2 separate regions of the Oryctolagus cuniculus genome follow, and region 1 is linked to region 2. A link is a contact called in public Micro-C data. All regions are on one chromosome and are shown on one strand. The core of a region is the stretch at or near the end of the contact, and the rest is flanking DNA. Distances in the headings are between cores, read along the strand shown. Region 1 holds the start of PSMG4 (proteasome assembly chaperone 4). Region 2 holds the start of PRP4K (pre-mRNA processing factor kinase PRP4K).

What was found. Hi-C and Micro-C count contacts between places; a contact is called where the count stands out from the background.
Region 1: a contact with region 2 is called in a Micro-C map of ear pinna, with 5 times the contacts expected there. The contact joins the promoter of PSMG4 here to the promoter of PRP4K in region 2. A contact is called at or near these places in 2 of 6 Hi-C or Micro-C datasets (ear pinna and skin fibroblasts).

Annotation. Positions count from the first base shown.
Region 1 is chr5:166,834,638-166,839,314 of mOryCun1.1, reverse strand. PSMG4 (proteasome assembly chaperone 4) reads left to right here and starts at 2,620. Exons shown (of 3, transcript XM_002720953.5): 1 at 2,620-2,867. The coding sequence starts at 2,700.
Region 2 is chr5:166,280,185-166,284,974 of mOryCun1.1, reverse strand. It overlaps PRP4K (pre-mRNA processing factor kinase PRP4K), which reads left to right and starts at 3,465. Exons shown (of 17, transcript XR_011388846.1): 1 at 3,465-3,690.

The sequences.
Region 1 (4,677 bases), core at 1,371-3,870, 560 kb before region 2:
GGAAGACACAATGCATGGACTTCCAACTTTTTTTTTTTTTTTGCACCAAAACAAGCATTTTGCTTTTTAAATTCCATTTTCTCACGAAGTCCTTGAAGTGCTCTTGGAGTTATTTAATTCGTCTCCTGGGGGAGCGACTCCGCCACAAGATACCGCGAGGCCGCCGGTCCTCCTCCTGCCCTCCGCGGGCCTCTTCCTGGAGCGCCCTGTCCTCCATCTCCCAGTCTTTCCCCCGGAGGGCCCAGGCCAGCCGAGCCCCTGCCCATGAGTCACTACACCCTTGGGTCTCTGCTGTGTTCCCACGGCTCGGATGGCCAGGCCCGCTGCCTGGGTCAGGCTGTGGGCGCCCGCTTGGCTCACGTCTGCACCTCACTCAGCCAGAGCCCGGGGCCAGGGCCACAATAGGCTTCCTCCCATTCTTCAGCTCTTCCCTGTAGGCTCGCCCTGTGGCCAGAGGCGAGGCAGAGGTGACAAGGGAGCAGTGCAACCGCCGCGGTGCGCTGCCCATCTAGACGGCCGACGGCACAGAGTGAACAGGGCTCCGGGCAGAAGTGTGGACGGGCGTTGTTGCCCATCCCGCGCAGCTACAGTTCTGCTGCTGTTTTGAGAAAAGGATACAGGTGCAGAATCCTTGGCCACGTGTCAGGTACCTGAGGCCTTATTCCACTGTTCTGCCACACCTGTAGTGGCACTGGCAGCCGGCACTGCTTCTTGGTTGATGTGTACAAGGCAGTCTTTTGGCTGGTGAATTAAATAGAGATCCTCGCAGGGCGCCCCCCCCCCCCCCCCGGGGCCCTGAGGGTGGCGCCACTTCCCGCCCCCCTCCCCGGGAGGCTCTGTTGTTGCTGTTTAGCTTGATGGGCTCCGGAGCAGTCTGAGCGGCCTCCATTTGGCTCTCCCTACTATGACCCCTCCCTGGCACTGGCCACAGACCCAGTGCTGTGCCGTGCCAACTTGTGTCTGTCCATCTCAGTTACACACTCAGGGACCTGGCGGGGAGGCGGAGGGCGGCTCTTCAGGGCCCCAGGGCACCCGGTGGCCAGGATCCCATTGATTGCTCAGCCCCAGGATGCAAGGATTCCCTTTCTAGGAGGCGGCCATGATGACAGCTCATGCCCCCGGATCTCGCAGCCCCCTCCGACCCTTACAATGCCCAAGTCTTCCTCTTCCCCAATGTCCTGCTACCTACGTGCCAATCATTTCTTTTGGGGGAGTCCAGGACATTACTATGACCATGAAGGTGCAGGGGACCAGGCCACCTTTTCCATTAGCAGGGTTCCAGGGCTGGGGACCGAGCAAGGGATCATGGGAGCGACTGCTCCTCCTCATCCGTCCTGGACTTCTGGTGGTATTAGGTGAACGCCAGCCTCTGCGGGCCCCTCGGGCACTCTGGGACTACAGTGGCTCATCACCCGAGTTGTCCTGCGTAGACCAGCACAGCCTGGCCTTGGTACTGAGGCCTCCACCAGCCTCTGGATGCGGGCTTTCGTCTAACGGCATTTCCGGCCGGCAGACGGGGGCCTTTTCAGGAGGGGGATGGAGGCGAGCCCGTTCAGCGTCTCTGGAAACACCGTCCCCCCCCCCCAAGGAGCAAGATGCCTGAGGACGTGGGCGTCGCAGGGCGGGGCACAGGTGGAGCAGGTGATTTCCGCAGGAGGAGGGGCATCCTGCCCTGTAACAGGGCAGGTGGGAATGGGACCGATGAAGGGAAGGTTCAGGAGCCAATGGGCTGCGGGGGTAAACCCGGCAGCCTCTGTAGAGTCAGAAGCAGGTCCTCTGCTGACCTCGGGTCTGGGAACGAGGGGGCTTGGGGAGAGGAGTGAGAAGGGGGCTGGCCAGGGCAGAGCCCCCCATCTGCTGGGTCATGGGCTCAGACACCAGGTGTGGGGGGAGCAGGTTGCAGCGTGTGCTTGGGGCGATGGCGGGGAGGACAGAAAGGCGATAGGGCGCTGTCTTACAGCCCTCTAGGATGGGTTAGAGACAAGCTCTCCAGCCTAGAAGTCAGGTTTGCTGTCTAAGGAGCTGAGCAAGAGGACAGTGTGAAAAGGCGTCTAGGTTGTTTGCTCCATTAGACATCCCTGGTCGACATCCTTCTTCCGCCCGGCTTCTCATCCCACCGTTGCCGCTGCGGGCTCCAAGCGCGGGGCCCTTGAATTCGGCAAGGCGGGTGCTGCCTCCTTTCGCGTGCCCCTGGGCCACCTTCCTCTCTGGCTTCCTGCCTGCTGTTTTGTTAGGGACTCTATGTCCACTTCCCATCTTCCAAGAATGTGGCAGAATCGCTTGCCCCATGAGAGAGCTCTTCCCATTCCGGCATGGCCATGGATCATCTGAGAGTACTTGAAAAAGTTAATGGGCGCTGGGGTGCAGTAGGGTAATCATCCGCCTGGAGCGGTGGCATCCCATATGGGCGCCTGTCCGTGACCCGGCTGCTCCTCTTCGGATCCAGCTCTCTGCTATGGCCTGGGGAAGCAGTGGAAGATGGCCCAAGTGCTTGGGCCCCTGCACCTGCATGGGAGACCCGGCCACGCCCCCGCTCCGGTCCCAGCCCCGCCCCGGCCCCGCCCCCGCCCCGCCCCGGCCCGTGCCGCGCGCCTCCCAGCGAAGGCGCGCTCGCTCGGGCTCTCGGCGCTCGCTTGCTCGGGTCTGGCCGCGGCGGGCGGCGGTGCGGGCGACGGCGGCTCCCGGGCGGTGCGGGCGGCATGGAGGGGCCGCCGGCCGCCGCCGAGGTGTCCCTGCACAACTTCAGCGCGAGGCTGTGGGAGCAGCTCGTCCACTTCCACGTCATGCGGCTGACGGACTCGCTCTTCCTGTGGGTGGGCGCCGCGCCCCACCTGCGCAACCTCGCCGTGGCCATGTGCAGCCGCTTTGTGAGTGGGGCCGGGGCCGGGGGGCAGGGGGTCGCCCCAGGGGCCCGGTGCGTCCCGCGCCTGCACCCCGCTCGCCTCGCCGCAGCGTCCGGGATCTCTCCTGGGCCCCACGCGCGCGCCGGCCGCAGCCCCCGACTGTGCTGCCCGCGCCCGCGGCGGTCTCCTCCTGCGCTCGGCGCGCCCCCGACCGGCTCAAGGCCCCTTCCTGCCCCGAGGGTCCGGGGCGACCCCTCCTCAGGGGCTCGGCAGGACCCCGGCAGCCGCCGCGGTTCGTCTCTCCCGCAGGCCTGCGCGGCGGCCCAGCCCCTCTCCCCGCTCCCCCGGTGCTGCCTGGACTGGTTTCTCAGGCCCCGCAGATGGCCGCAGTGGCCGGGCCGGCCCAGGCTGCAGCCAGGCGGCCAGAGCTTCCTGCTGGTCTCCCACGTGGGTGCAGGGCCCATCAGCAGGGAGCTGGACCGGAAGTGGAGCGGCGGGGCTTAAATTGGCACGTGGGGTGTGGGCAGTGCTCGCCCTGGGGCCAGCCCCTGTGTTTCCCTAAGGACCGTAGTCGTGTTGGGTGGGGGCCCACCCGGCTCACGGGCGCGAGTCCCAGCCAGCAGGGCCAGGCCTTCACCTTAGGTTGCTGGGGGGGCAGCCTAACGCACGCTGCTGCCCCCACGGCCAGCTTCCTACGGCAGCACCGCGATAGCCCGCAGACTGACATCGGACACGCGGGCCCTCCCGAGAGACCAACTCGGAGCTGGACAGAGACTGCCCAGGGACCGCCAGGCCCTGTTGCTGCTAACGCCCCTTCCGGCCCGCTGGCCCCTGCAACACTGGCTTCCAGGCCGTGTTAGGCGACTGGTGTGCTCCAGTGTGCTCCCGTCACAGCCCCGTGTCCCGTGCTGGCCTGGATGCCCGGGTGTGCTCCCATCACAATCCCGTGTCCCGTGTCCTGTGCTGGCCTGGATGCCCGGGAGTGCTCCTGTCACAGTCCCGTGTCCTGTGCTGGCCTGGATGCCGGGGTGTGCTCCCGTCACAGTCCCGTGTCCCGTGTCCTGTGCTGGCCTGGATGCCCGGGTGTGCTCCTGTCACAGTCCTGTGTCCCGTGTCCCGTGTCCTGTACTGGCCTGGATGCCCGGGAGTGCTCCCGTCACAGTCCCATGTCCCGTGCTGGCCTGGATGCCCGGGTGTGCTCCCATCACAGTCCCGTGTCCCCCGTGTCCTGTGCTGGCCTGGATGCCCGGGTGTGCTCCTGTCACAGTCCTGTGTCCTGTGTCCCGTTTCCTGTACTGGCCTGGATGCCCGGGAGTGCTCCCGTCACAGCCCCGTGTCCCGTGTCCCATGTCTTGTGCTGGCCTGGATGCCCGGGTGTGCTCCCGTCACAGCCCCGTGTCTCATGTCCCATGTCCTGTGCTGGCCTGGATGCCCGGGTGTGCTCCCGTCACAGCCCCGTGTCTCGTGTCCCGTGCTGGCCTGGATGCCCGGGTGTGCTCCCGTCACAGCCCCGTGTCCCGTGTCCCGTGTCCCGTGCTGGCCTGGATGCCCGGGTGTGCTCCCGTCACAGCCCCGTGTCTCGTGTCCCATGCTGGCCTGGATGCCCGGGAGTGCTCCCGTCACAGCCCCGTGTCCCGTGTCCTGTGCTGGCCTGGATGCCTGGGTGTGCTCCTGTCACAGTCCCGTGTCTCGTGTCCTGTGCTGGCCTGGGTGCCCGGGAGTGCTCCCGTCACAGCCCCGTGTCCCGTGTCCTGTGCTGGCCTGGATGCCTGGGTGTGCTCCTGTCACAGCCACGTGTCTCGTGTCCTGTGCTGGCCTGGATGCCCGGGTGTGC
Region 2 (4,790 bases), core at 2,216-4,715:
ATAAATCTAAAGCGGATTCTACTACGACACGACACAGGCAGGAAGTTCAAAAAGTTCATGGGAAAAAGAATTAAAAGATAATGCATATTTTCTTTTTCAAGACCCCTTACACACGGTCAGCCCTACAATAGCTACTAAGACAGTAACCAGGAAAAACATCACTAGAGAACTAAACGCCGCATTACCAAATACTGACTACACGCGACAGAGGGCAATAGAGGGACAGGGGACAAAAGACAGAAGAAACAAGCAGGAGACACCAATCCAATTCGATAAATACCAGCACTACATGTGAATTAATTTACAATCAAAAGGCAGAGATCAGCAGACTAGATTAAAGATGACCCAGCTATATGGTGTGTACCGGAGGCACACTTTAGGTTCAGCGGTACAAACCAGCAACCACAAGAAAGCTGGAATGGCGGTGCCAGCATCAGGCAAAATCCACTTTAAAATAGAAAATGTTACTGGAGAGGCAATCGGCCCTCTAGACAGACACGACTTAGCTACTCGCGTACCCGCAGAGCAGCAGTCGGCAGGGATGAAGGGTCGGACCACACACCGCACTGGGGTCCCAGCCCAGACCTGGAGCGGGGCGTGGGCTGCAACCTGGCGGGCGGGACCAAGCCCGCATCTCCACCCGGCCACTCAACACCGCTCCAGCCGCCTTCTCCACCTCCCACCTCCCGCGGGCGATCACCCAGCCTCCAGCCTCCTCCGGAGCACATCCTGACCCCGGCACTTGCCGCCCACGCTGACTGGAGCCCGTGTGTCCCGGGCTCCCTGTGGACTGCATCCACGAGCAGTCACGCGGCCCGTCCCTAAACCAGCCACCCCTCGCCGCCCGCCTGTGTTACCCAGCAAGTGTCCAGTCCCCTCCAAATCCTCCCTCATCACCCTACTCCTGTCATTCTGGCTGCTTCCTGTCCTCAGAAAGCCATCAAACTGAATTTCTAATATCAGCCAACTTCTAAAATCGGGACACACGCACACACGAGAGAGGGCAGTCCGAGAGTGAATAATAATTACCTGCTGGTGGGATTCTATGTTATTTTATTTTTTCTTGTATAAAAAATCACTTCTCATTCATGTGTTACATACTAAACCATGGACAGCTGTGAAAAACCCCTCCGCTCCGGCACAGAGGCAGAAGTCGCATGCAAAGTATGTAAGGTGCACACACGAAGTCCCCGGCCAACAAAGAACACGCAAGACACGCGAGCCTGCGGTAACCGAGCGCTTTGCCCGACACGCGCCGCCCGCCTGCACCCACTGCAGTCCGTCCTCCCACGCGTGACGGACACACGCCGCCCCGGAGCCTGGTCGGCAGGGGACACGGCCGCCCTCCCACGGGTGACGGACACACGCCGTCCCGGAGCCTGGTCGGCAGGGACACGGGCCGCCCGCCCTGCACCCACTGCCCTCCGTCCTCCCACGGGTGACGGACACACGCCGTCCCGAAGCCTGGTCGGCAGAGGACACGCGCCGCCCGCCCTGCACCGACCGCACTCTGTCCTCCCACGCGTGACGGACACACGCCGTCCCCAGCTGCCACCCGACGCTACGGGGCAGTGCGGCAGCCCGCGACCCCGCGTGGTTCCTGGTGGGCAGGGGACACGCGCGGCAGGCACGGCACCCTCGCGCGGGCCGAGACCCGGGTCCCGCGGAGCCGGCGCAGGGGGGCTCCGGGCGGCCGCGCACCTGCTCCACCGCAACCGCCCCGACACAGGCCCACGGAAGGACGCGCGCGGGGCAGACGTCCTGCAGCCAAGGGCGAATCAGGCCAGGGTCCTCTCAGCCCCACGGAAGGACACGCGCGTGGACAGGCCCACGGAAGGACGCGCGCGGGGCAGACGTCCTGCCGCCAAGGGCGAATCAGGCCAGGGTCCTCCCCGCTCAACTCCGCATCCCGAGTCCAGCCTCCAAGCGGGTCGTGGCCGTCTTCAGCGGGCCCTCCGCGTCCCACGCGACTCGAACCCTGATTTCCGGCCCGGGAGCGGCCGTCCAGCAGCGCTCGCCGGTGCCCGGAGTCTCCGTGCCGGCGGGGCGCCAGGGCCGCGGTGTCCACGGCTCGGCCCGGGGCCCGCACCTACCTCCTCCCCGGGCTGCGCGGGCCCCGCGAGGACTCGAGGCTCAGGCACCGAGAGCGGACGCCCCAGCTCGCCGGCGCGCAGGGGAAGGGCAGACGGCGCCGGCCTCAGCGGGCGGACCGAGGGCGGGAACGCGCGACGCCGCCGGCCCCAGGGCGCCGGACAGCCTCCCTCGGCGTCCCCGCCCCGAACGCAAGGACGCATGCGCCTCCCTGAGTGGCGGGCCCGCGGCGGCCAGGGACTTCCGGGGGCGGGACCTCCGCCCCGGAAGGACGGGCCGGCTCGCGTGACAAGTCGGCCCGGTGGTTCCACGCGTAAACGTTCGCGGAACGACTGAATAAGAGTGTGTTTGCTCTGACTCCACGATCAGGGAGCCCTACTGTGTGCGAAATCACAACAGCCAGAATCTGGGGCGCGCCCTTGACGAATGTCGCGCGCACCCTCCGAATAGAAGTACTGAGCGTGCGAGCTTGGCGAGAAAGTCCTAGTAAAGTTTTTGTCCCTTTCTTTTCCTAAAGGTTTATTATTTATTTGAAAGGCAGAAAGAGAGAGGCCCTCCATCCTTGGTTCACTCCCCAATTGGCCGTAACGGCAGGAGCTGCACCGACCAGGAGCCACGAGCCAGGAGCGCCCTCCAGGTCTCCCACGTGGGTGCAGGAGCCACGAGCCAGGAGCGCCCTCCAGGTCTCCCACGTGGGTGCAGGAGCCACGAGCCAGGAGCTCCCTCCAGGTCTCCCACGTGGGTGCAGGAGCCACGAGCCAGGAGCTCCCTCCAGGTCTCCCACGTGGGTGCAGGAGCCACGAGCCAGGAGCTCTCTCCAGGTCTCCCACGTGGGTGCAGGAGCCACGAGCCAGGAGCTCTCTCCAGGTCTCCCACGTGGGTGCAGGGGCCCAAGCACTTGGGTCATCTTCCACTGCTTTCCCAGGCCACAGCAGGGAGCTGGATCGGAAGTGGAGCAGCCGGGACTCGAACCGGCGTCCGTAAGGGGTGCGGGCACTGCAGGCGGCGGCTTTACCCGCTACGCCACAGCGCCGGCCCCTGTCCCTTTTTGAAACTTTACTTTCCCTCTGGTCTTCAAAAAAAAAAAAAAAAAATCAAGCTTAGTTTGGCCAATTCTAGATGTGGCTTCCCAGAGTCGGAATCCAGTCTCCTGCGACCCGAGGCTCCATCGCCACGTCAGCGACGTCAAGGAGTCGCAGGGCAGAGGGGCGCCCGGGCCGCGGAGCGCCCCACTCATCAGTCAGCCGCAGGCGAGACCCACGCGAAAACGAGACTCTTCCCCACTTCCTCGGCGGCCACCGGAGAAGGAAGCCGGCGGCCCACGCGCCCTGAGCCCGGCCAGGCCCCGCCCCCGGCGCCCCGGAAGTGGCGTCACGACGCCCCGCGCTCGTCCCCGGATGTAGGGTTTTACTTCCGGATTCTTAGCGCGGACTCAGCACCGCGGGTCCCTGCGCTGTCTGCACATGCGCGACGGCTCTGTTCCTTCTTCCTCCACTTCAGTGGGTTCTGCCGTCCGGGGAGCCGCTGCCGCCGCCGCCGCGGAGTCGGGAAGTTCAAGATGGCCGCCGCGGAGGCCCCGTCGCTGCGGGAACAGCCGGAGTGAGTGCTGGGCTCCCGCGGGCCGGAGGCCGCAGCCCGGGGCCGGGCGGCTGCCCAGGGGGACGCGGCGGGCCCCTGCGCGGCCGGGCGGGCGGGAAAGTTCAGGCCCGATGGCGACAGCCAAACTTTGCCTTTGGGCGGGCGGCCCCGGCGCCCGGCGCGGCTGGGAAGGCTGCCGCGGCCTTGCCGCGCGTTGCTGCCCCGGGAGGAGTCGGCGCGAGCGGCCCCTACAGGTCTGGAGCGCGTGGCGGCCGCCGCGGCGGCGAGCTCGCCTCCGGTGCCTGCCGGGCCCGAGCGGGGGCGGCGGCGTGGGCGCTGGGGGCCCGGGGCCGCGGCGGCGGGCTTGGCCGGCTGGGGTGCGGGGTCCGCCGGGGGCACCCCGGGGCCAGGGGGCTGCATCTCCCCACCCCGGACTCGCCTCCCGCCAGCACCCGGTATTGTTATTTATTTATTTTCCTTCCTCTCTCTCTCTCCCCTCCGTCTTATTGGCTGCTTATTTGCCGACTTGCAAACTTGCGGCAAAGTTAAGGTAGAGCCTTTGGGTTTTGAGGCCCGGCCCTGCCTTCGGAGCACGGCTGGAGGAAGTAGTGGGAAGTGCTGGCTACTTCCAAACCAAACCACTTGGTGCCTGTAATTAAGCTCGTGTGCGAGTCCGCGCGGCCGGGGCACAGCAGGCTTGGGCTGCGACGGCCAGCCGTTGCTTAGCGAAATTGCTGCTTATGCTAGGAAAACTCAAAATAAGACCTTTAGAAGACAGAGTGGATTTCCAGACGGCATTTCCGTGGCGACCGCCCATGCACCTGCAGCGCCCCGCGCTAGACGGAGTGTGTCCTGAGCGACTTCGCGGAGCAGTGCGGGCCTGGGGTGCCGCGCCCGTCTGTTGGGTTTAGAGGGGTGCAGCGTGTTTCCGCCAGATCCTTGGCCGGGGACCCCCAGTGCTGGTGATAATGAGCATCTTTGTCCAGGCCCTGCGCCGAGATGGCGCTATTGGCCGCTCTCGGGGGCGCCGGGCTGTCCGTGGGGTGTGTGGGGCCGTGTGTGTCCTGGCTTGGTGGAGCTGAGCGTATTTGACACACGAGCACGCACTGGGCTGGCCGCTC